2 separate regions of the Mus musculus genome follow, and region 2 is linked to region 1. The links are chromatin contacts, called in public ChIA-PET maps. All regions are on one chromosome and are shown on one strand. The core of a region is the stretch at or near the end of the contact, and the rest is flanking DNA. Distances in the headings are between cores, read along the strand shown.

Region 1 (5,578 bases), core at 895-3,394:
CAAATTCCAGAAAATGCGGATGTCCATCGATTACAAAAGTCTCTTATAATCCCTTTCAGATCTACTTTAGTTCAGTCATTTAAGAAGTTGATCCTCAACACATCACAGTCTCAAATGACTGGAAGTGACACGTATCCCCTTGTTTCCATTGAGATAAACGAACCCAACCAGAGCTCTTTCACTGAAAAATGACCATCAGTTTGTGTTAGGTAACGTTTCTCAACCCCAAAGCTATAACGATCTTGGCATATTCCGCTGAGTAATCAAAACATCAGCAAAATGTAGCAGCTAAAACAGAGGTGTGTGGTAAGAAGTACAAAGCCATATCAGAGTTTACTAGCAGGGTCCTCTCATAAAGACTTTTAATGAGATTTCTGCATCAAAATAAGTGAAACCATATGGAATGTTAATTATTCTTAAAACATAGTTTTAAGGGAAAATAAATACACGTTAGAAGCCTTAAAAAAAAAAAAAGCAACGTGTCTATCTGTGTGTGAAGTCTGTGCTTCCTGGAAGGGTGAATGTTGATGTTCCAAGTGTGACTTCTTTCCGTTTTAAATTACCCCGGCTATTCTGGCTTTCTTCACACGCCCTGGGTATTGAACTTAATGCACATGGAAGGGGCCTGCCTATATCTATTAGGTCACCTAGATGCTGTGGGGCAAGAGGGCTGCTGAGGACCACCTGTGGCCTCTGCTTGGGGTCTTGTTTGAGGCAGCCTATAAACACAGGGAAGGGAGGTGGGTACTCTCATCTGCTCCTATGTCTGAGTCTGCCACTGTCTCATTATTATTTCCACCTTCTAAAACTTGAGCTTGTCAGAATTTCATTTAGGGGGATGGGACGGGTGAGGGAGAGGCCAGTCAAGGAAGGAAAGGGGGTTTATAAGAAGCAGACTACAGAGTGCCTGGCTGCATGCGTTTTAGTCTGTCATCTTGAAAGTGTTTGCTTCTGGTGTTGGAGGCGGCTCATTTGCTGTCCACCTTCTGCAAATGGGCCTGGGGATCCTGGGAAGGCACTAGTGAGGGATGGGACCCCCCCACCCCCACCACCCCCAAGGCCCTTGTTTCTCCTCCTGCCTTGGAATTAATGATGTAGACCAGATGCCAGTCCTAGAGCTGGAAGGGAACTTAGAGTTCGTCCCCTCATTTTCCAGATGATGACACTGCCACCTCTGACTTCTGCCTCTGGCCTTCCTCTCTCAGTAAGAAGAGCCAGGCAGGTGAGACTTTTCACAATTGCTGGGCTGGGCTGGGCTGGGCTGGGCTGGGCTGGGCGGGGCAGGGCTGGGCTGGGCTGGGCAGGGCTGGGCAGGGCTGGGCTGGGCTGGGCAGGGCAGGGCTGGGCAGGGCTGGGCTGGGCTGGGCTGGGCTGGACTGTCTTATGGCTACTGTCTTCTGGTTTGTGAGACAGAAGGTTTTATTAACTCTTACATTGCTTTTAAGCAGTCACTGTGTATGACAAATGCATTTCACACACTGAAATCCCAGCGTACGGTGAAGATCACAAGCAATGTGCATTTTAACAAACACTACCACCCTCTGACAGACCCTTTGAAGACACATAGCGAGCTGTGTTGAGTACAAATCAGGCCGAGGGACAATTATGGTCTTCAAGATTTGCCCAGCATTTTCTCTTACAGCTAAAACCTGTAGCAAAGGCAGACGGAAGACTCCAAGCCAATCAGCGAGGGGGACTTTAGAAGACACCACAAACTTAGCACGGAAATAGTGATGTACCAAAAGGGCTTGTTGTAATTCTGCCGACTCTAGAAAATTATAGCGAACCCCAAGATCACAGCTTATGAGTTTTATCCATTTCAGAAAACTAGTTTCTACGGGCAAAGTCTCTAGCCACTCTTTCGGGAGTTAGACAGCAGAAGTAGCTCCCAAGGAGCCGCTGATAGCTTGTGGAAGTGCTAGTGGAGCAGCCATCTCTGCCTCTAATCTTTGAAGGCTCCAGAGCTCACACTGCAGGGACAGGGACCCAGCAGGGAGCATCTCCCAGCTCAGTCTCCCCTAGGCATCAGCCCTTAAACAAAGTTGCTATGGGTATCTGGCCTAAATCAGGTCCTATGTCACTCATCAAGGCTCTGACTGTCAAGGTCCTCCACCCTCCACCACATCCCCCCAACCCGTCCTCCACCTTCCCTCGCCATACCTTCTTATCTAGTTTATGACTCAAGGGAGAATTTCTGAGGGCTAGACTCTCCCCGACACCCCCAGAAAAGCGAGATAGTGTTAGATTACTGAAATCTGCTTTAATTTCACTGTGACTAAGATGAGGATTATAATAAGATTTTAAATTCTCTTAAAGGTTAAAAGAAATAGAAAGACTATGTAAAGGGAATCTGCTTGATGCAATTTTTCCTAACAAAGAAGCCCCACCAAGAGGGGAACACTAATAAATCCTATTACTTTGGATTTAATTTTTACACTGAGTTAGGAAAAACCAGTTGGTTTGATTTAGTAAAAGTTTCACTTCAGATACCTAGACTGTAATAAGAAACAAAAAGGGAGGTGGTGGTGGTGGTGGTGGGGAACCAATGAAGATCCAGCCTTAAAGTCTGGCAAGTGATCCTGTGCCTAGAGTTGAGGTGGCTTCCACAGGGTGCCTGTAAAAGCCCTTTGTGACTCTCCCGGTGTGGAGACCTCAAGGATAAATAGTATAGAGACTGTAAGGTAAACAAGTAAAGACCCTGAGTTGAGCAGTGCATTTGAAATCTGTGTGTGACTTGCTGTGCCTTGGGAGAAAGCTAAGTTTTCCTCATCTTCCTTTTAATTTTTTTTTTAATTTTGTAACGTTTCTATCATTTTAATTGATATTTACAGATGTTTCCCTCCCCATCTTCTGTTGTAATTTTTAGGTGCTTCAGAACTGGGCCCTTTTTCAGACCCCAGGCAGTTCCCAAGCATTTCATCCCTCACTGAGAGCCGCTTCTCCAACCCACGAATGCACTACCCAGCCACCTTTACCTACACCCCGCCAGTCACGTCAGGCATGTCCCTCGGCATGTCCGCCACCACTCACTACCACACGTACCTGCCACCACCCTACCCCGGCTCTTCCCAAAGCCAGAGTGGACCCTTCCAGACCAGCAGCACTCCATATCTCTACTATGGTACTTCGTCAGCATCCTATCAGTTCCCAATGGTACCCGGGGGAGACCGGTCTCCTTCCAGGATGGTCCCACCATGCACCACCACCTCGAATGGCAGCACGCTATTAAATCCAAATTTGCCTAACCAGAATGATGGTGTTGACGCTGACGGAAGCCACAGCAGTTCCCCAACTGTTTTGAATTCTAGCGGCAGAATGGATGAGTCTGTTTGGCGGCCATATTGAAATTCGTCAACCATGGCCCAGTGGCATGGGGGCCACATCCCGCATGTGTTAATATATACATATATAAAGAGAGTGCCTATATATGTATATTGATTAGCTAACTAGAAGATTTCTCATTCAATCCCTAGTCATGATCTTGCAACCCTAAGAGGGTGGGGGCAGTCATAACTGGGTTTCATATTGTTTACTATTTAAGATGTCCCCTTTACCAAGGAACAAACCGTCAAAGGTGTTGTCTGGTCTGTTTTCATAAGTGACCTGTTCCCACGCCGGTTCAGAGAGGTGGACTCTGGGTCTGGGAGGAAGGAGAGACACTTCCTCTCTGTGCTTTGAAACCACAGCCTCTGCTGTGTGGCAGCCGGTACACTCTGCAGACCCGCTTACAGAGTCAGATGTGGTGCACTCAGAAAGGGACAAGAGGCAGAGTGGCTGCTTCTGTCCGCTGCCGTCCACTCTGCCGTCCACCTGTTCCAAAGTTTTCCTTCAGACTTGCTGCAGGTACTCATTTGAACTTTTGAGTTCACTTTTTTTTTTTCCTATTCTAAGAAAGTGACTTCAAAAATACTGATCAGGACAGATAATTTTATTTTACCTTTTATATTTTCTCACTTCCCCCATTTAACCAAAAAGAAATCCCGTTCCCCCTCCCCCGTTCCTTCTGCTTCTCCCTTTATGCAAACTGAAAATGGCAATGCCTTATTATTATAGCCATAATGGTATAGTGTTTGAGTTGGCTGTGTGTTATGTGTTTTTTTCTTTTTTTTTCTTTTTTAAATTATGAATATGTGTAAAATCTGAAGTAACTTGCTAACGTGAATGGTCATATAACTTTAAAGATATATTTATAATTATTTAATGACATTTGGACATTTGGAACATTTCTTAGTGTAATGATATGTTGACTTCGGTCTCTAAAAGTGTGCTTCTTCTTCAATACCAAGTTTCTTCAGTGGGCTAGAGCCATATCGGAAATATTGCTAAGCAATCTCAATTCCTTCAGGCATAATGTGATTTTTTTTTTTTTTTGAAGATAACTCCCATCTCCAAATAGTTTAGATGTAGTTTGTTTTCACGATGTATGAAGGAGATGCTCTGTTTCTTTCTTTCAGGCATTTGATTGCCTCTGACACAGCTTTGCCTTTTAAAGCAATAATTAGGGATTAAAATAACAAAAACAAAACAAAAGCCACCTATAGCCCTTTAACACTTAACGTGGCCCCTTTACTAGCATGAAATGCTGGAGACATGTGGTTTCCTAATTTCTCCATTTTGGGGGTGGTGGGAGGGGGGAGGGTGGCCATTATGACTCTTATCATATTAAAAAGCCAAGCACAAGTGATTGGTTGAACTGCAGAAAAGTGTTCTGTGGTCTCTGAGTTGAGCAAAACTCTAAATTGCAGGCTTCGTGGTTGAGGGCCTAGTCAGCTGAAAGCCACGCGTGTGGTAAAGGCTCAGGCATGGCTTGGAGAACCTAGGAACACATTAGGAGCCTGCACCTACCAGCCTCACCATACAGCCATTCAGGGGAACCCAAAAAGTGCCTTACCCAAGGAGGGCCCCCAGCAGCTTTCCAGGAAGTCGAATGAAGTCGCTGTCCTCGGGGAACTGGTCAGCTGAAGTAGCAACCGGTAGCTGATGTCAGTAGACAACAGAACCTGTGGGGACCTCCAGGAAACCTTTGACATTGGAGGCTTTCATTAGGCAGGGCCAACAAGAGCAGGGAAGGCCATGTACCCATTGGTATCTGCCATTGTGTGTGAGTTTGAGATCCAGCCCTCCTTGGAGGATGTACTGTGATCATTCCTGGTACCTTAGGGCCAATCCCTAAGTGTGGCTTCCTAATCCAGGCCAGGGATCATTCAGTGATACCACCAGGCCAATCCCAGCATTCCTCCTGCACAAAGTGTTTGTGTGTGGGGGGATAGATTGGGGTGGGGCCACCTTCATTTGAATCCTGAGTCATTCTAAGAGTTCTGCAAGCTTTTGCCTTCAGCACCCTATACCCCCTCGCTCTCTGTTCCTTCTCAGGTTGACCTTTGTCCCAATGCGGGACAGTCCAGAGGCAGATGGGGACCTATGTGTGCCTCCAACCTGCGTTTTCCTCAGAATTCATCCTGACTCCCTCTGACACAGATTGAGGGGGGGGGGAAGAAACCCAACCCGCACCAAAGCAAAACACTTTGCCTTCTAAAGGCTGTGCACCAAGTAGACGCAGATGGTCAGCCCACCTTTG
Region 2 (5,262 bases), core at 2,518-5,017, 110 kb before region 1:
CTTTTCACTGTTGGATCAATTGGATCATAGACTCTCTGAAGTTGAAAACTGGCCTTAGATTATAAAGCATCCATGTTTCCATGCTTCCATTCCATTTTGCTTCCTAGATCATCACAGGACCACAACATTCAAAACTGCTCAGTACAAAGTACAGCACCCCTGAGACGTGCATGTGGCCAGGCAATGTCTCTTCCCTTTTCTCCTTAGTATTTTACACAGAAGTGTTTACACAAATGGTTTTGACCATTTCTCCTCCTCCTCTTCTTCCTCCTCTTCCTCCTCTTCTTCCCCCTCCTCCTCTTCCTCCTCCTCTTCTTCCTTTTTTTCCTCCTCCTCCTCCACCTCCTCCTCCTTCTTCCCCTCTCCTCCTTCCTCTCCTCTTCCTCCTCCTTCTCTTCTTTTGGTGTGCTTGCTCTCTTTTTACATCAAGCTTGCTGCTTTTAATTTACAAGTCTTTTTAAAGCATTTACAACTCACAGAGCATGGTGTTTTTATCAATTTAGGACACAATCCTGTGTACAGTCTATGTCTTCTGGCTCTTCCTGGCAGCCTTTAAGGCTAAATTGGAATTGTCTTCCAGTGAGAGTTCCTGCTATGTAGCTAAGAAATGATATGACTTTGGGTGGTATTTTGGGATTAACTCCTAGATGAAGCTGTGGATGATATAATTGGCTTTGCCTGAGCAGGATTCTGTGTGTCAGGGGGTTATGAATGTGTTTGCACATGTGTGCTGACATGTGTACCTGTGTGTAGTGCATGGGGCCCTCAGCAATGGATGCTGACATGCCTTATTCCATGTTGTCTCCACTGCTTTTCCCAAGACATAGTCTCTCAGGTAGCTGACTGTGTCCACTAGCCTGGGTGGACATGTCAGTGTTTCCCATGATCCCTCTGTACTTTGCTCCCCAGCTCTGGAGTTACAGGCATACATCACCATTCTTTCTCTCTCTCTCTCTCTCTCTCTCTCTCTCTCTCTCTCTCTCTCTCTCTCTCAATATGGGTGCCAAGAATCTGAACTCAGGACTTCTTTACCCCCTGAGCTATGTTTCCAGCTTAAGTAAGATTTGTGTTAAATGTCATCCATAGTCTTGCATTAGTGGATCATGTATGGATGGTAACTTTCCACCCTGGCACTGTTAAAATTCATAATCCTGGGGACTGGAGAGATGGCTCTGTGGCTAAAAGCACTTGTTGCTCTTCAAGAAAATCCAGTCTAGGCTGGATTCCTAGCACCCCACATGGCTGCTGGCACTGTTGGTCACCTTAGTTCCAAGGGGAATCCAATGCCCTCTTCTGACCTCCAAGGGCACCAGGCATACACGTGGTGGGCAGACATACCTGAAGGCAAAACACCCACGCACATAAAATTATATATAAAAAATGTAATCCTGGATCCTTGGAAAGTGGAAATTGGGAAACTTGTTTTAAGTTAAGGAAATCATGAATACCCACATAAACTTTTGACTCCGGAAATGCAGCATTAATGTAAGACGAGCTAATTAGTGAGTCTGGACAGAGTTTCTGCAAGTTTCTTCCACACTTTAGGGGCTGGGACTAATCGGAAGTGCAAAGAGTCCCCTTTTGACTTTGTTTTATTGTTAAAGCACAGTTTGAGCTTTAGGAATCCAGTCTGAAAGAGGAGTTTCTTCCCCAACCTTACTTCTTCTTAAAGCAGGCTTTGTTTGTTTGTTTGTTTGTTTTAATTTCAGCTTTATTTATTCATTCATTTATATTTATTTAGGTTTATTTTATTTTATGTGTATGAGTGCTTTGCTTTGCATGCATATCTGTGTACCACATATGTGCCTGGTGCCTAAGGAAGTGGTGAGCCTCCATGTGGGTACTGGGAATCAAACCTGAGTCCTTTGCAACAACAAGTGCTCTTAACCACTGAGCCAATTCTCTGGCCCTAAAAGGATTTCAAAAAGGAAGACTGGTTTATCTTTGAGTATTTTGTTGCTCTGGTCTTGAAGGGTGGATTTTGTATCTGGGTTTGTTTCTATAGGCAGTGTGTTTGTTTCTCTGACTTTGGGAGGAGCATAGGCAGCTTATTAAACCAAGCAGGTTGTAAAGATTTAAAATGGAAACATCTCCCAAACCAGTCATGATATATCCACTGACATTATCACTAGCAGAGCCTTCAGAGATGCTGAAGAAAAGCATACACATCCTTGATGTATTAACATCAGCACCAAGGATGCTGTCTTCCAATCATGCTCTTTGGAGATACTGTTAGAAACGGAATCCTGAGTTTGTGGACTACTGATCTCACCCAGAAGAATGTTTTTAAAATGTTTTAATTCAAATTAACTTTGAATCCAGAGACTCGGCCATGATTTTAGTTCTTAATCTGGGCCTCCCCCTCAACTTTTTGATCTGAGTTTTGGTTGACTTTGAGGTCTTTGGGACTGGTTTAGACTCCTGGCTGTCTTATTCTTCTGGCCAGTGTGAATGTTCACAACAGATCTTCTGTACGGAGTCAAATGACTTAAACCCATGTACTATCTTGTATGTAATAACTACAATATGCTGCCTCAATGATGCTTATAGATAGATAAATTCATCTGACACATTCATCCATTTAGAGATTTATTATTTCTGGGCACAGGGAGCTAATGGGGACTCACAGTTCCTAATTCCCTTTCCATATTCTGCAGCAAAATGAGAAAAAAAAACCCTCATTTTATTTCCCCTTCATCCTCATTCCTCCCCTCCCCCTTTCCTCTGTCATCCCCCCTCCCCCTCCCCTCCCCCTTTCCTCTGTCTTCCCCCATCCCCCTCCCCTCCCCCTTTCCTCTGTCTTCCCCCCCTCCCCTCTCCCTTTCCTCTGTCATCCCCCATCCCCCTCCCCTCCCCCTTTCCTCTGTCTTCCCCCATCCCCCTCCCCTCCCCCTTTCCTCTGTCTTCCCCCCTCCCCTCCCCCTTTCCTCTGTCATCCCCCTATCCCTTCTTCCCTCTTCCCTTTTTCCTTCCCTCCCTTCCTTCCTCCCTCCATTTTTCCTTCCTCCCCTCCCTCTCTCCTCTTCCTCCATGCCTTTTCTTTCCCTTTCTTCCTTCTTTTCTATGTGGGAGAATTAAATCCAGGGCCTTGCATAGGCTAGCTATCTCCGAGTTACATCTCTACCCTCGAATATTTAAGGTCAGAAAGATTTGAGTTTGGTTTCTGATGTTTCCCATTTATTAACTGTGTGACCTTGGGTAAATGACTAAGTTTCTCTGGGGCTAAGGCTTCCTCCTTCGTGAGCTGGGGCGATGACTCTAACTGGGGAAGATTAAATGAGATAATGTGGTCGACCAGTCTGGAGCTGACTGAGTTTCTGATCAACATTCATCTGTCTTATTGTTGGCCCTTCCCACATTCCTGCATGCCCTCTGCCTCTTAACCCCTGTAGCCACGGATGGCAGTCAAGGGGTCTTAAGACTATCCACACACAGTAACAAATGATGTGTTTCTTAACCAGATTTTAGCAACTTACATGGTCTGGTTTGAAAAGAAAAGCCATTCAGTAGACTTGACAGCCAAAGACCTGTTCCCCATTAAGCCTGGCGTAGAACCTGTTCCATATTAAGCTATGAAAAGATTGCATTAAACTTCACATTGCTACATATTGTCTAAGATTTGTGTTTTGATTTAATACTCCCAGCTTTCAGTAGAATGGGGAAAAAAAAATCTGACCAAAAAACAAAGCAAAACAAAGGGAGGCTTTTATCTGCTACAGGGGCAGCCCTTGAGTACTGGGGCTCAGCTCGCTGCTGTTTTATTGAGTCACCGCTTCTCGCCCACCTTTTCCTGTCTTGTAACAGTTTGCAGTTCTAACTATCTGACATGACTAACCATTGCAAATCTAACTGATTACAACTGTCAGTGCATCTGTAGAACAGAGGCCGGCATCTCCTGGAGAAAGCAGACGCTCAGATCCCTTACCACACTCTCTTCCCTGCCCCCTCCCATTCCTCATCACGTTTAAAGCTCATTAATTTGAAGCATCAGAGGGAATGCAGCCTTGCAGAAACTCTCTTTTAAAAGTAAAACATGTTTGCGTCGAGAGGTGTCATGCTTGCTTAGCAGAAACTAAGTCACCCTAGGGAGATCCTTCCAGATTTATTGATGAGATGTGTGGTAAGGGAGGGGAAAGACTGCTTGGAGATGAAATCATCTCCCCCAGGCGCATGAAGGCCTGGAGACACGGGCTCCCCTAGAAATGATTGCCATAGGAGCTTCCCGCTTTCATCTTATGGAAGTTTATCTGAGCAGCTCAGTGCTAAGGCCCTGTGATGTAAGTAACGCCACCAGTAATAATTTACCATTGTTCTCTCAAGGGGTCATGACCTTATCCTAAATAAACACTTCTAAAATTGTCTGCCCTCACGCTGGGATGTGCTCCTGACGTTGGAGAACGTTGGAGAAAAATGGAAAAAAAAAATCAGAGATGCCTCTTGAAGCAGCCCCAGAGTTTTGGTTCTGTTACCAAAGAGATTGTTTGGGAGTGGGGGTAGAGGTGGGGGTGGGGGTAGAGGTGGGGGTGGGGGTAGAGGGTAGAGGCTGCGTGCAGAGAACCGCAGGAGAGATGCTGATCAAATTTACAGGTGTTCTTGAGTGGCTGTCAGAGGGTTTCTGGTTTAGGGGACCAATTCCTGATTGGTTGCTGCCTCAGAGATGCCATGGTGAGATTTGGATGTCTGTATTATTGTAAGGTCATCACTGCTACCCATTTATAGTCACCGTTTCCTCTCTTAAATCTGCAGGCAAGAGTTTCACCTTGACCATAACAGTCTTCACAAATCCTCCCCAAGTGGCCACTTACCACAGAGCTATTAAAGTGACAGTGGACGGTCCCCGGGAACCAAGAAGTAAGTGCCTACCTTTCTATTGAAAATGCTAATAGAGTTTGTGGGGACCCTGTGAAGAATTCACTCTGAAGGTGTTAGTGTCACTGTCACTACACATGGCCTCTGCAAACTTTATCGTACTTTATTTTTGAATACATTTCAGGGAAGGGCAGTTCATAGAACTTTACAGTTAATAGAAAATAAAATTATAGCTTAGTCTTTCCCATAGAACTGCTTTATAACTTTGGGGAACAAGTGGATAGCTATTCAGTCATGATAACTTTTTAGCTAAGGCACTCCGCTCATCCCTTCTGTGCAGTGGGAGGGGCCAAAGAGACCCACGAGGCTGAGGAAGCAAACTATAAACTTTAAAATCTTGAGCTTAGTAAAAAAGCATTTGTGTGTGTTTCCCATGGCCCAAGAATGCGGTGT

Evidence for each region. ChIA-PET counts read pairs in DNA pulled down with a chosen protein or histone mark.
Region 2: a contact with region 1 is called in an RNA polymerase II ChIA-PET map of effector CD8 T cells, with 61 read pairs. The contact joins two enhancer-like sites. A contact is called at or near these places in 5 of 39 promoter capture datasets (3T3-L1-derived adipocytes, the HPC-7 cell line, cranial neural crest and 2 more), 1 of 15 datasets of contacts at CTCF or cohesin (the NIH/3T3 cell line), 12 of 484 Hi-C or Micro-C datasets (LSK cells, Th1 cells, bone marrow-derived macrophages and 8 more) and 6 of 115 datasets of contacts at active chromatin or transcription factors (CD8 T cells, the HPC-7 cell line, bone marrow-derived macrophages and 3 more).

The regions. Positions count from the first base shown.
Region 1 is chr17:44,605,672-44,611,249 of GRCm38.p6, reverse strand. Runx2 (runt related transcription factor 2) reads left to right here. Exons shown (of 7, transcript NM_001145920.2): 6 at 1,157-1,222; 7 at 2,867-5,578. The coding sequence ends at 3,345. Among named protein-coding and RNA genes, the nearest start is that of Runx2os3, 46 kb to the right of the region's middle. Within about 2 kb of position 2,144, at least 17 of the 459 cell types and tissues checked have an H3K27ac peak or open chromatin away from gene starts, as enhancers often do. A contact at or near this core is called in Th1 cells and effector CD8 T cells, where this site is marked.
Region 2 is chr17:44,716,781-44,722,042 of GRCm38.p6, reverse strand. Runx2 (runt related transcription factor 2) reads left to right here. Exons shown (of 7, transcript NM_001145920.2): 3 at 4,747-4,851. Among named protein-coding and RNA genes, the nearest start is that of Runx2, 17 kb to the left of the region's middle. Within about 2 kb of position 3,767, at least 85 of the 459 cell types and tissues checked have an H3K27ac peak or open chromatin away from gene starts, as enhancers often do. A contact at or near this core is called in Th1 cells and effector CD8 T cells, where this site is marked.